Linked DNA regions of Sus scrofa: region 2 is linked to region 1. The links are chromatin contacts, called in public Hi-C maps. All regions are on one chromosome and are shown on one strand. Each heading gives the region's core, a stretch centred on a gene start, on an enhancer-like site or on the middle of the called end of the contact. The rest is flanking DNA. Distances are from core to core; before and after follow the strand shown. Region 1 holds the start of KANSL1 (KAT8 regulatory NSL complex subunit 1). Region 2 holds the start of ARF2 (ADP-ribosylation factor 2).

The links. A called contact is a pair of places that touch in the nucleus more often than the background predicts.
Region 2: a Hi-C map of embryonic fibroblasts shows a contact between it and region 1, with 2.7 times the contacts expected there. The contact joins the promoter of ARF2 here to the promoter of KANSL1 in region 1. A contact is called at or near these places in 2 of 47 Hi-C or Micro-C datasets (embryonic fibroblasts and retroperitoneal adipose tissue).

What each region holds. Positions count from the first base shown.
Region 1 is chr12:16,899,513-16,905,582 of Sscrofa11.1, reverse strand. KANSL1 (KAT8 regulatory NSL complex subunit 1) reads right to left here and starts at 3,972. Exons shown (of 15, transcript XM_013989925.2): 1 at 3,845-3,972; 2 at 1,992-2,131.
Region 2 is chr12:17,446,369-17,452,737 of Sscrofa11.1, reverse strand. ARF2 (ADP-ribosylation factor 2) reads left to right here and starts at 4,790. Exons shown (of 5, transcript NM_001145220.1): 1 at 4,790-4,805. The region is part of intron 1 of LOC102165973 (a long non-coding RNA gene); the gene reads right to left.

The DNA.
Region 1 (6,070 bases), core at 2,723-5,222:
TTGAAAAGGATGAGTATTGGCACTATTTTCTCTAAGCCTGGAAACAAAAACAGCACACACTTTGGGTCTAGCCTTGAGTAATGCCGGATAGAGTTCATTATGAATGAGATGATAAGAAACAAAGCATAAGAACTATAAAAATGAGTATTTGGCTCCAGAGTATACCTTTTTTCTAACATAAAAATAAGTAGCTGCAATCTGAAAACACATTTAGAAAATTTAGAAGTATTCACAACTGAAAAAAGTTCCTTCTCTTTTATTTTCATCCTGCAAATTCAATGCCATCCTCTTATCCTTAAAAAGCTCCTTTTTCCCCTTGCCCAACCAAACATTACAGCTTTAAAGGTTTTTAAGTCATAAAAGAGAGGAAAAATGTTAGCAAATAAAAAATGTATTTAGACTCAAAGAGGTCTTCCACTGATCAAAGAATAAGTTAAGGCAGCCACATCATTAACAAGTAGTTAACAAGTGATAACTCACAGGGTATGGACACTGCCTTCACTCTGTATTCCTGTCATGCCACAGGCCTTTGCTACAATTTCAAGGGTTACTGTCGAACTTATCCCAGGTTCAGAGGTTTAGAGGTAAAATTTTAATCACTATACATAGCTATAGCTATCATAGCTACAGATACATGCATAGAAAAGCAGGCCTCTATGTATCTAATTTATTAGTTAAAACCAAGGTGACTGTAAAATAAAATCTAACGTATTGATCCCCAGTTCCTTGGGTTTCTAGGGACTAGTACTGTTGATATCCCCTTGCCTTCTTCCTAAAAGTAACAGAGGCTGCCAGGTCCTGGCACTAAACACTCAATACCAAAGAGAAATATTCTGTACACGGTCCTCCAATTCATATGGGTTCAGGACTTCTGGCTTGGTTCCCCATGCAACCCTCCAACTCTACAGGGAGAGTAGCTGGAAAAACTGTGTCACTCTGGCTTCCTTCATATTAATATAAGCTCTCCTTATTCCAACAATAGCAGTCAGAACACAAATGAAGATGATAACTCGGTCTATATTACCTAAAAATTTCCCACAATCCAAATATTTAGTTTATAGAGACTGCATTAACCTCTGATTTATTCACCGCATTAATTTGGAATTCCACAGAGCAGATACCACAAAACAATCTTAGCCACACTAGAATCTAGCTCTAGAAGAAGGCAACCTGTACCACCTGTAAGCTGGTGGGGGCCTTGCATCATTCCATACTTTTCTCTCCATCCTCCCTCCCTGTTTCCTCCTACATGTATCTTAAGCTTGTCCTCTGCTTAGTTCTAGTGGAGAGAGTCCTTTGGCCATCTACGTACAAGAAACTAGAAGTAACAAGAGACTGGAGAACCACCACATCAATAAGAGCTTTTTCATGTGTCCACACTGCCCCAAAGAGGTTTATCCTATGAGATGAAAATTGGCACAAAGTGCTACCTGTTGAGAAAAACAGTATAAATTCACATGCAAAGGACTAGGAAGTAGCAGGAGAACCCTCCGACAGACTATACACGTAGAGGAACAGGTCTTAGAATGTTCTAATACACTAAAATGAAGTTTCAGAGTAAACAAATGGTTAGTGACACATCTTTTGTAACACATGAATCAGCTTCAGATTTGCAAGAGTGGGACACACCCTAGCACCTATGACACTAAAGCACTCGTTTGAAAGTGGACCTGGCTGTTTGAATTGCCATCCATCCTACTGAGATTGGGAACACAGTTTTATAAGTTTGTAGGCTGTCATAATTTAAAGTCAAAAATAAACACATTATTGTAATCTGAGAATATCAGTAGTTAAGAACAGTAGCAACACAAAGTAAAGAGGAACTGATCAATCCTCAGAAGCAAACACAACAGCAGTTTTTTCAAGGGAAAGGCGAACTGCAAATTCAAGAATTAGAAAATCCTCAATTCTAAAGAAAAAGAAATACAGTGAGACCTTTAATTAAAACAAACAAACAAACAACAAACAAAAAAAACCCACACACATCTTACCTTAAGAGGCATCCAAACAGCATTCATAGTGTCAGGAATAGTTCAGACAATACTCAGAAATGAGCAAGAAGGAGTCTTAGTAACCCCTCTGTCACCAAGTATGAGCAGGTAGGAAAAATTTTTTTGTTTCAAGAAGGTATCTGAAAGAGAAGACTTTCATTTAGATTAAAAAATAATCAAGAATAAGCAAACAGTTTAAGTTATCTGCTTTTTTTCGGGGGGGGGGGAGGGGCGGCGGACTCATGGCATATGGAAGTTCCCAGGCTAGGGGTCGAAGCAGAGTTGTATGCTAGTCAGATTCATTAACTGCTGAGCCACAATGGAACTCCAGTTTAAGCTATCTGGACAGAGAGTTGAAGTACTATTTGCTCACCATCTTAAAAAGATGTAGAAAATACCATCCCCTTTGGAAAGGGGCAAATGTGTGTGATATATGCATCTCCATACATACGCAGAAATATATTTTTACATAAAATTGGATTAAATATGTAACACATATTTTAGATAATACAAAAATTGGTTATCAAATAATTAGAAAACCAAAACCATTTTCCCCAGACAGAAAGATGATTAGCCAAGGTATTTCATAAGCACTATTAAAAAGTAACTTGTTAATAGATCACCTAAAAAAGACCCTTTAATTTCACTTAATAAATCAAACCTCTCTGATCATTCTGATTGTCCTAAATTTCCTTAAGTTTAAGTTGCAGAGCCCATTCTACATGAAAAATACAATCCATTCTTGATCGAAGTGTTATAAACAAATAAGAGATCTTTCTTGCCTAGAGATCTTTAAAAGCAGACCAAATAACTTAATTCTGGGGATGGGAGGGAGGCAGGGTTGTCTGGAGGCAGGAGGATGGATTAAATGACCTCTTGTAGGATCCCTGTTCAAGTCCTAGGCCTGAATGAAAATTCCAGCTTAACCAGTTACTGTTTTACTTAAAATGGAGGCTTGCCCGAATAGGGACAAAAATACAGCACCCACCTCTCTAAAATAAATGTTTAAAATTTAAAGACTATAGTACCCTCATTTCTAAGAAAAATTAAAAATAAAACCTCTGGAGTGGATTTGTTCTTGCTATGCGTTTATCACAGCAGCTTCGAAGACTTGGCATCACTTTCCTCACCGCTCGTCGGATTGGGGAGGGGTTAGGTGGGGGGGGGGGCAGTTTGACTCTTGACCCAGTCTCGGGAGGGTTTAAGCCACTCCATGATCTCCACCGCAAAAGCAAACCGGTGAGGAGAAGGGGACAGCTCGAGTTCCCACCCCTCCCCCACCTTGGACCCTAGTCCCAAACCTACCCCCCTCACCTTCCCGCAGTGGGGCGACTCCTTCCTGGCCCAAACCCATTGTTGGGAAGGGGACGATAAGGAGAGTGGGCTCTGAGCAGAGGCGCCTGTGGCGGTTGCCCTGACTCGCTTCAGGAGGGGGCGGCCCGCAGGATGCAGCTTCCCGTCCTCTCCGCGTCGGTCCGTCCCACCTCGGCTCGGCCTGGCGCTCCGGGCTCTGCTCGGCGCCCCCATCCCCGGGCCCGGCCCAACCCGCCCCCTGAGCACCAGGCCCCGGCCCCTCAGCCGGGAGCCCGCAGCCCAGGCCTGCGGGTGGGCGCGGGGCGGGGGTCCCTATGCCCCCCACACACACGTCCCCTCTCCCCCAGCCCAGCCGTTTCCAGGGCCCTCGGCGGCGCCCGCTCCCCGGGCCCGTCGGCTCCCCGCCTCCCGGCCGGGGCGCCCCCTCGGCCTCCAGAGGTCGAGGCCGCCTCTTCTTCCCCACCATCACCCCTACCGACTTGTGCCCCCACCCCCCCGGGCACCAGTGCCAACGGCGGCTACCCCGGCCCCGGACCTACCTGCACGGCTCAACCAAGCCTAGAAGTGGGGGCGGGGAAATCTTCCGCCCTCCTCTGTCTCTCATTGGCCTTTCCGGGGGACATCGGGGGCTCCATTGGCTAATGGTGGATGTCCGTCAGAGCGGTGGGGCGGGACAGAGGGGGAGAGGGATGCTGGTGCCTTGGCGTCTCTGTCTCTCTATCTCGCTGTCTCTGTCTCGGCTCTTGGAAACAAGAGACATTTGGATAGGAGGACTGGAAGGGGGCCTCAGGTGGAAGGAAAAGAAATAGAAATGCTGGCAGAGCTTCCCATCAGTATGCCACTCTGAACCCCCACCTAAGTCCCCTTTAGATCCTCTTCTCCATCACCCCCAACCCCAGCCCCTCACCCTTGTAGGTTCTTCATCCAGGAAGCTACATGATGAAAAGTTGAGGCCGGAAGGCCATGAGAGGAAATTTCATATATGTATATAAAATATACACATACAAATACTTATATATAAAGTCAACCGGATATAAGGTTATGAGAGCCAGGAGAGGAAAAGGCACACATCTCAGACAAGGAAGGGCTTGAGATATAGCCAATATAAGAAAGAATCAAAAATCGCTCTAAGAACTGGTAACAGTGGTTTCCTCCTGGGAGGGGAGCTGAGGGGAACAGGTGGGAGCAAGACTTACATTTCACTGCATATCCTTTTGCAGCTTTCGATTTTTGTACCATTCACAAAGATTCCCATTTTTTGGAAATTAATTGGCTTAAATTTTGAAATAATCATAAGGTTGCAAAACCAGGGGGACAGATAAGATGGTAGTCCAGGCAAAGTGGGACAACATGCAGAATTGGGAAGAAATCTTAGTTTTTAATATGTCCAGTCCCAGCTACCAGTAGTAAAACCAAGTGAATGTGTCCCAGAGGCTACTAGAGCTATGGAACTTGGGAAAGGGTGGATAATCTGGAATAAGGGAGATTTAGAGCTCTCCACCTAAATATAGTGATCAATGGCAGGCTAAAAGATTAAACTCCTGATAGAAATTTAAAAGACACCCACAATAAAAGTCAGGAGTGGGAAAAGAAACAGAAAGAGAGTCCGTGAGATAAGAAAAACAGAATAATGAAAGTATTCTTACCAACAGAGGTATGAAAGTTAAGGGAGGGAGGGTCTCTGGAAAGAAAAAAATAATAAAACTATGAGAGCCTCACAGGTCTTACAACTCACTTCAGAGACCCTCTTTAGTCTTACTCAATAAGAATGAAAACAAAGAGAATACCCAAAAAGTAGAGTTCTTAACCTTTTCAAACCATGTACCCTTCTCAGAATGTTTTTAAATGCATAATAAACATATGCAGGAATTCAAAGAAAACCAGTAATAGCAAAATACAATTTTCAAAATATCTTTTAAAGTGTAGCATAGTAATATATGTGCTTTATAGTAAATGCATTCAATAATAAGATCAATGGGGGAGGGATAGTAGGAGTTTGAGACTAATACATACTCACTACTATATATAAAATAAATAACCATCAAGGACCTACTGTATAGCACAGCGAACTCTACTCAATATTCTGTAATAACCAGTGTTCCCACTGTGGCGCAGCAGAAACGAATCCGACTAGCATGCATGAGGACACAGTTTCGACCCCTGGCCTCATTCAGGGGGTCTGCAATCCCGAATTGCCATGATCTGTGGTCACAGATGCGGCTCGGATCCAGCATTGCTGTCACTGTGGCATAGGCTGGCAGCTGTAGCTCCAATTCCACCCCTAACCTGGGTAATTACATGTGCCTCAGGGTGCGACCCTAAAAATAAAAAATAAATTTTTTTTTAAACTGTAATAACCTATATGGGAAAAGAATCTGAAAAAAAGCAACTATATTCCAATAAAATAAATAATAATAAGATAACGTCAGACCTAATGACCACCATAAATTTTGAAGTAGTAAATGAGCAAAAATAATATTTCAAGATATCTTAAACAATTGTCATATAACAGGAAAATATCTGTGTTTTCTATTGGTGAAAAGATCACAGATACTGCTAGTACTACTTAATGTATTGTCACCATTCATAATGGAAAAGACATGCTAATTTTCTGTTAGAGACTTTAGCAAAAATAAAGGCATATTTCTCTTCCTGATCCATGTTCATGGGTTTCCAAAGTACCCCATGTTAAGAAACCCTATCCTAAAGGAGCTATTCTTCCTTATTCACCGTCCCTGCCTTTAGTCCCTTCTCTATGTCTCTCT
Region 2 (6,369 bases), core at 3,541-6,040, 550 kb before region 1:
TTCCCGGGCTAGGGGTCTAATTGAAGCTGTTGCCTCCCGGCCTATGCCAGAGCCACAGCTACGCCAGATCCAAGCCGAATCTTCGACCTACACCACAGCTCACAGCAATGCCAGATCCTCAACCCCTGATCAAGGCTAGGGATCGAGCCTACAACCTCATGGTTCCTAGTTTCATTAACCACTGAGCCACGACAGGAACTCCCATATTCTTATTTAAAAAAAAAAAAAAAAAAACCTACAGGTTTTCCTTGATTAACAGTGAGGTTATATCCAAATAAACCCTTCATAAATTGAAAATATTATAAGTTGAAAATGCATTTAAGGAGTTCCCGCCATGGCACAGCAGAAAAGAATCTGACTAGGAATCATGAGTTCGCAGATTCGATCCCGGGCCTCTCTCATGTGTTAAGGATCTGGCGTTGCCATGAGCTGTGGTGTAGGTTGCAGATGAGGCTTGGATCCTGCATTGCTAAGGCTGTGGTGTAGGCCAGCAGCTGTAGCTCTGATTTGACCCGTAGCCTGGGAACCTCCATATGCCGTGGGTGTGGCCCTAAAAAGCAAAAAAAAAAAAAAAAAAAAAAAACCAAAAAAACAAACAAACAAAAAAAACGCTTTTAATACACCTAACCTACAGAACACTATAGCTTAACCTAGCCTACTTCAAACATGCTCAGAACACTTACGTTAGTCCACATTTGGGCAAAATCATTTCACACAAAGCCTATTTTATTTATTTATTTATTTATTTATTTATTTTTGGTCTTTTTAGGGCCACACCTGGGGCATATGGAGGTTTCCAGGCTAGGGGCCAAACAGGACCTGCAGCTGCTAGCCTACACCACAGCCACAGCCACATGAGATCTGAATCGAGTCTGTGAACTGCACCACAGCTCACGGCAACACCAGATCCTTAACCCATTGAGCAAGGCCAGGGATTGAACCTGCATCCTCATGGATGCTAATCAGATTTGTTTCCACTGAGCCACGACGGGAACTCCACACAAAGCCTATTTTGTAATAAGGTGTTAAATATCTCCTGTAGTTTATTGGATACTGTACCAGAAGTGAAAAAACAGAATGGCTGTCTGGGTACAGAGTGATCATATGTCTGGGTACAGAGTGGTCATGGCTGATTACCCTCAACCATGCTGCTGACCCACAGATCATGAGAGCTATTAAACATGATACGTCACTGGCCCAGAAAAAGATTAAAATTCAAAATCCAAAGTATGGTTCCTACTGAATGCATGCTACTTTCCCACCATCATAAAATGGAGAAATTGTAAGTCAGACCATTGTAAGTTGGGGACCATCTGCTTATATGTATAAAATAAATATATATGTATATATATGTATCTATATGGTGGTAATCCTTTAGCAAGTGAGTGCCTTATGGACTAGAGGATTGTTTTATTCTCAGGCATAAGGCAGCTCATTAAAATATAGCATATTCTTGGGTTGTGAGGGTTGGAGGCAAAAAAACCCTTTATTATTATGAACCTAAACATTCTCTCTGTAGGTACAAACGATGACAGGTTTAAAAAAAAAAAACCTTATCTTTGCTATTTCAACTTTTCTTGAGATTATGATGACTCTATTCAAATAAACTTCATAGTTGCTGGCAAAACCAGTTTATATCTTTTCTTACAAGTCATCAGGACACAATTAGGTATCTGTAGTACATGAAATAAAATACTAGTAAATATTTGGAGAAAATAACCAAATAAAGAGCTGAAAATTAAACCAACATGAGAAATTTTTGTTATCAAATTAGTAAATAAAACAAAAACACTAAAAATCCTTTTTTAAAGAACAGCTTATCAAATGATGAAGTAAGGATGGCTTTCATTTGGTCGATAGGAATGGAAATTTGTATGATCTACTCAGAAAACAGTTTGGCAAGTAATGCGTATCAAGAGCCTTAAAAATCTTAATGTTTTGATCCAGTGATTGCACTTTTGAAAGTTTTTTTTTTCTTTTTTTGCTTTTCAGTGCTACAGGTGTGGCATTATGGAAGTTCCCAGGCTAGGGGTTGCAGCAGAGCTGCAGCTGCCAGCCTATGTCACAGCCACAGCCACACCAGATCCGAGCCACACCTGAGACCTACACCACAGCTCATGGCAACGCTGGATCCCTAACCCACTGAGTGAAGCCAGGGATCAAACCTGAATCCTCATGGATACTAGTCTGGTTTGTAATCTGCTGAGTTACAATTGGAACTCCTCTCTTTTTTTTTTTTATTTTAATTTTCTATTAGCAAGGAATGAAGTAAAGAGGAGGGAAAGATGTTCACTGCATCATAATTCATAAGAGAAAAACTTAAAAACAACCTAAATACTGAAATGTGAGGAAATAAAAATTTATGTTCTAAGGCAAATCAAGGAAAATTTAAACATAAAAATTTTTTCTCTGCCCTTTGGCCTTTCTCCTCTACTGTGCATTGTGTATGCATTATGCATCCACCCAAACTCCCTACCAGCAGAAATGTCTGCTCAGCTATAAATAGCAACATTCTCCTAGCACCTACAAGACAACTCTTTGGTTTTTTTTTGTCTTTTAGAGCCACACCTGCAGCACATGGAGGTTCCCAGGTTAGGGGTCCCGTTGGAACTGCAGCTGCTGGCCTACGCCAGAGCCACAGCAACTTAGGATCCAAGCTTCATCTGTGACCTACACCACAGCTCATAGCAACGCTGGATCCTTAACCCACTGAGTGAGGCCCGGGATCGAACCTGCCTCCTCATGGATCCTAGTCGGGTTCCCTAACCACTGAGCCACAACGGGAACTCCTACAAGACAACTCTTTAGAGGATAGCCTTTCTCCTTAATCTTGTAAGGGACCATGATGACCCATGACCCACTCCTCACTTCGCACATGTAGAACTGGATTGTGTAAACTGTCAATAATATGTCATTTAATGTATAGCCCTCTGTCTCAAAAATTTTATGTACCTGTGCTTTGACTTTTAAGGGGCAGAGTTCTTGGAGCTCTCTGAGAGGCTGTTCCCAAGGTTATAATTCTCAATTTGACTCGAATAAAATTTTCCATTTTTTCTTAGATCAACTGATTAATTTTTCATTGACAATTACATGAAAATGATTAAATAAATCAGGATATATCCATATAATGGGATATCACACAGCTACCAAAACTGTTAAAGACAAAACAAACAAACACAGAATTCCCTGGTGGCCTGGTAGTTAAAGATCCAGCATTGTCACTGTTGTGACTTGGGTTCCATTCCTGGCCTGGGAACTTCCAAATGCCATTGGCATGGCCCTCCAAAATGTTTAAGACAAATGTTAAACACTCTGGAATATACTCATTAAAATATTAAGTGGAGGGAGTTCCTGTTGTGGCTCAGTGGAAATGAATCCAACTAGTATCCATGAGGATACAGGTTTGATCCCTGGCCCTGCTCAGTGGTTAAAGGATCCAGCTTGCTGTGAGTTGTGGTGTAGGTCTCAGATTAAGAGGAAAAGAAGACTGTATGTATTCATAATCTGAACTATGTAAAAATTTCATGGAAAAATGACTGGAAAGAAATAAACCAAAATGGTAACAGTGACTGCCTCTGGATAATAGGATGATGGGTGTTTTTTTTTTTTTTTTTTTTTTCTCTTTTTTGTCTCTCTCTCTGGTGGGGAGTGTCTTTTTTTTTTTATTATACTTTAAAAAATTACTATAATTTTGTTATAGTTAGGAAAAATTATAATTTTAAAAGAATCATGTAGAAAAACCTCTCATACTTTCTTGTATTTACTGTCATATATATATATACACATACATATATATATATATACACACATACATACACATATACAGTCATCACGATCAAGAAAGTATTTGGTTAAAAAGATTAAGGCGTCAGACCTGAACTTAAAACTCTGACCTACTATTTCATTTTCCTCTTTGTAAAATGGGAATAATAGTAGATTCCAGTTCACGGAGCGTTATATCATGCAGGTCAAGTTCTCGACATATTTCCTGGCACATATTAACAGATGTTAGTTTTTCCTAAAATGCACAGTTATATGCCATTTACGGGCGTTTGTAAACTTTTCAGTGAACCAAGTTGGCATTAGGTGTTGAATTAATGAGAACACTTCTCAAGACCGTGGTCCTGAGCATCTGAACGAAGGTGCAGGTTGCTAGCATTTTTCCCAACTGTTGAAAATCTGTTCAAAAACAGGGCGGCTGTCTAGCTTCACACTAAATAGGAAACCTTCCTTATGTCTAACTCTGGTGTCGGCGTCTTGGTGTTTCCCACACAGACCAACGCCCCAAACTAGTTTCTACTTTTAGCTCAACCAAGGCAAATTTCCTTAAATAACGCCCAGAACTTGGCCACGCCCACATGCCCGCACCCAGTTGGTCCTAATACTCCCTGGGTTCGTTCAATCCGTGGAAATTTTCCTAGTTGATTGGCAGAGCAAATCGGAGTTTTTTTTTTTTTTTACTTTTTTGATTGGTCACGAGCAGCACTGGGACGGGGCACATGGGCGTGTCTCGCCGGGACGCGGTGCGTTGTCATTGGAGAATGAAGCCGGTATTTCCAAAGCTTCGTGCCGTCGCCTAGGTCCCCAGGGGCGGGTGTCCGCCCTCCTAGGCTTTTATTCTCCTTGGCATTGGTCAGACTTGTCGTCACTCACGGAACTTCGAGCTCATTGGTAGAAATAAACTCCAAGAGTCAGGGAGTGATTGGTTGGTTACTGTTCCCGCCCCGAGCCTGTCGCCATTTTGCGGAGGGGATCCGAATTCTTAAAGGCAGCGGTATTGGTACCAGTGCTTAGTTCGGCGGCAGGTGAGTCACAGGCGAGGGAGAGATGGCTGAAGGCCTGGCTGGATTTCCGCACCTTTAGAGGTCGGGAAACTAGACAGCAGCAGGTGGCCTTCACAAAGCGTTTGGGTTCCCTGTCCCTTTTCCGCCCTATGAGAAGAATGGCCAGGCTGCGGGGATCGAGAGACTTGGCTCTCATCCTCTGCTGGGCTCTCTGCTCTCCCGAGGGCCCGCAGTTCGAGAGGAAGAGGCCTGGAGGCCAGGCAGAGGGGACACTCGGAGGCCTTCCCCGGGGACCTGGCGCGTCTGCTCGCCCGCTGCGCACGCCCACTTGGCCACTTGCTCCGGTTCTTGTCCTGGACATCTTCCCGCAATTCTCCCTGATGGACAGTTGGTGCTCGTGGGAGGGGAGGGTGAGCGTGCCAAAGAGGCGCCAGGGTCGGCAGCGTCTTCCAGAGGGTCTGCAGCAGCTCAGCAGATGAGTAGGAAAAAAGAGAGGCCGGAGGGAGAACATGGGATGTGTATACTGTGTGCGGTTGGGAGGAGGAATCGAGTATTTGCTTCATAGGACATGCAAGTGGGAAGTAACCTTCCTTCTCCCAGCATGTTCCTCACTGTTTTTCTCATTTATGAGATTTGTCCTTTTTCGGAAACAAAGACAAAGACTCTTTAGTTTGTCGCCCAACAAGCTTTTTGAGTACTGCAGTGCGTTGTATTTCTATATACTTACTCTGTGCGGCTCTTGTAAGAATGATTAAAACATTGAGCATCATTCTTTGGTTAGAGTAGTTTGCCTATACCTAATTTATGTGCAGGATAAATGCTCTGCTCCTTTTCTCAGGTCGTAGAATAAAACGATGTGTGCTTGGACATCATCCATGAAGTTAAGCTACTGTAGGACAAGGTTCAGTTTTAGAGGTGGGGCCTCGAATTTGGTGACCTCCCCTCTGAGGTCCCTAGGGTTCTGATGAATGGGAGATGGACTGTTCTTGTTCCATCTTATCCCTGCTCTGCCCAGGAGTAAAGTTTTCCTTTGGTTTGCAGTTGAAAGGGAAACAAGGGTTGTATTCAGTACTGCTTCTAAGTCTTTAATTGGAATGTCAAGCTCACACTTCAAATAGGCTGATTCGTTAAAATTAAAGATGTAGAGTAAATTTCGGCAAAGCCAATCTGTCTTTGCTATTAGCTTCTTTTATATAATCTTTCATGCACTCGACTGAAAAATAAAATACTGAACATTTATGCAGTTAGATGTCAGTACACCTTTTGGGGAGTAATGACTGGGAAGGGGCACGAGGAAATCTGGGTACAACAAATCATTTTTTGATTTGGTTTATGACATTTCATTGAAGTAAATGTTATCATGTATGTTTATATCTATATGTAAATTGTATTATTTTCCCCTCTTTCTGGCTGCCCTGAGGCATATGGAGTTCCCAGGCCAGGGATCAGATCCAAGCCACACTTGTGACCTGTGCCGAAGCTGCAGTAGTGCTAGATCCTTTAACCCGCTGTGCCAAGCCGGGGATCGAACCTGTGTTCTGGTGCTACAGAGATAACCACTGATCCCATTGGGCCACAGTGGGGA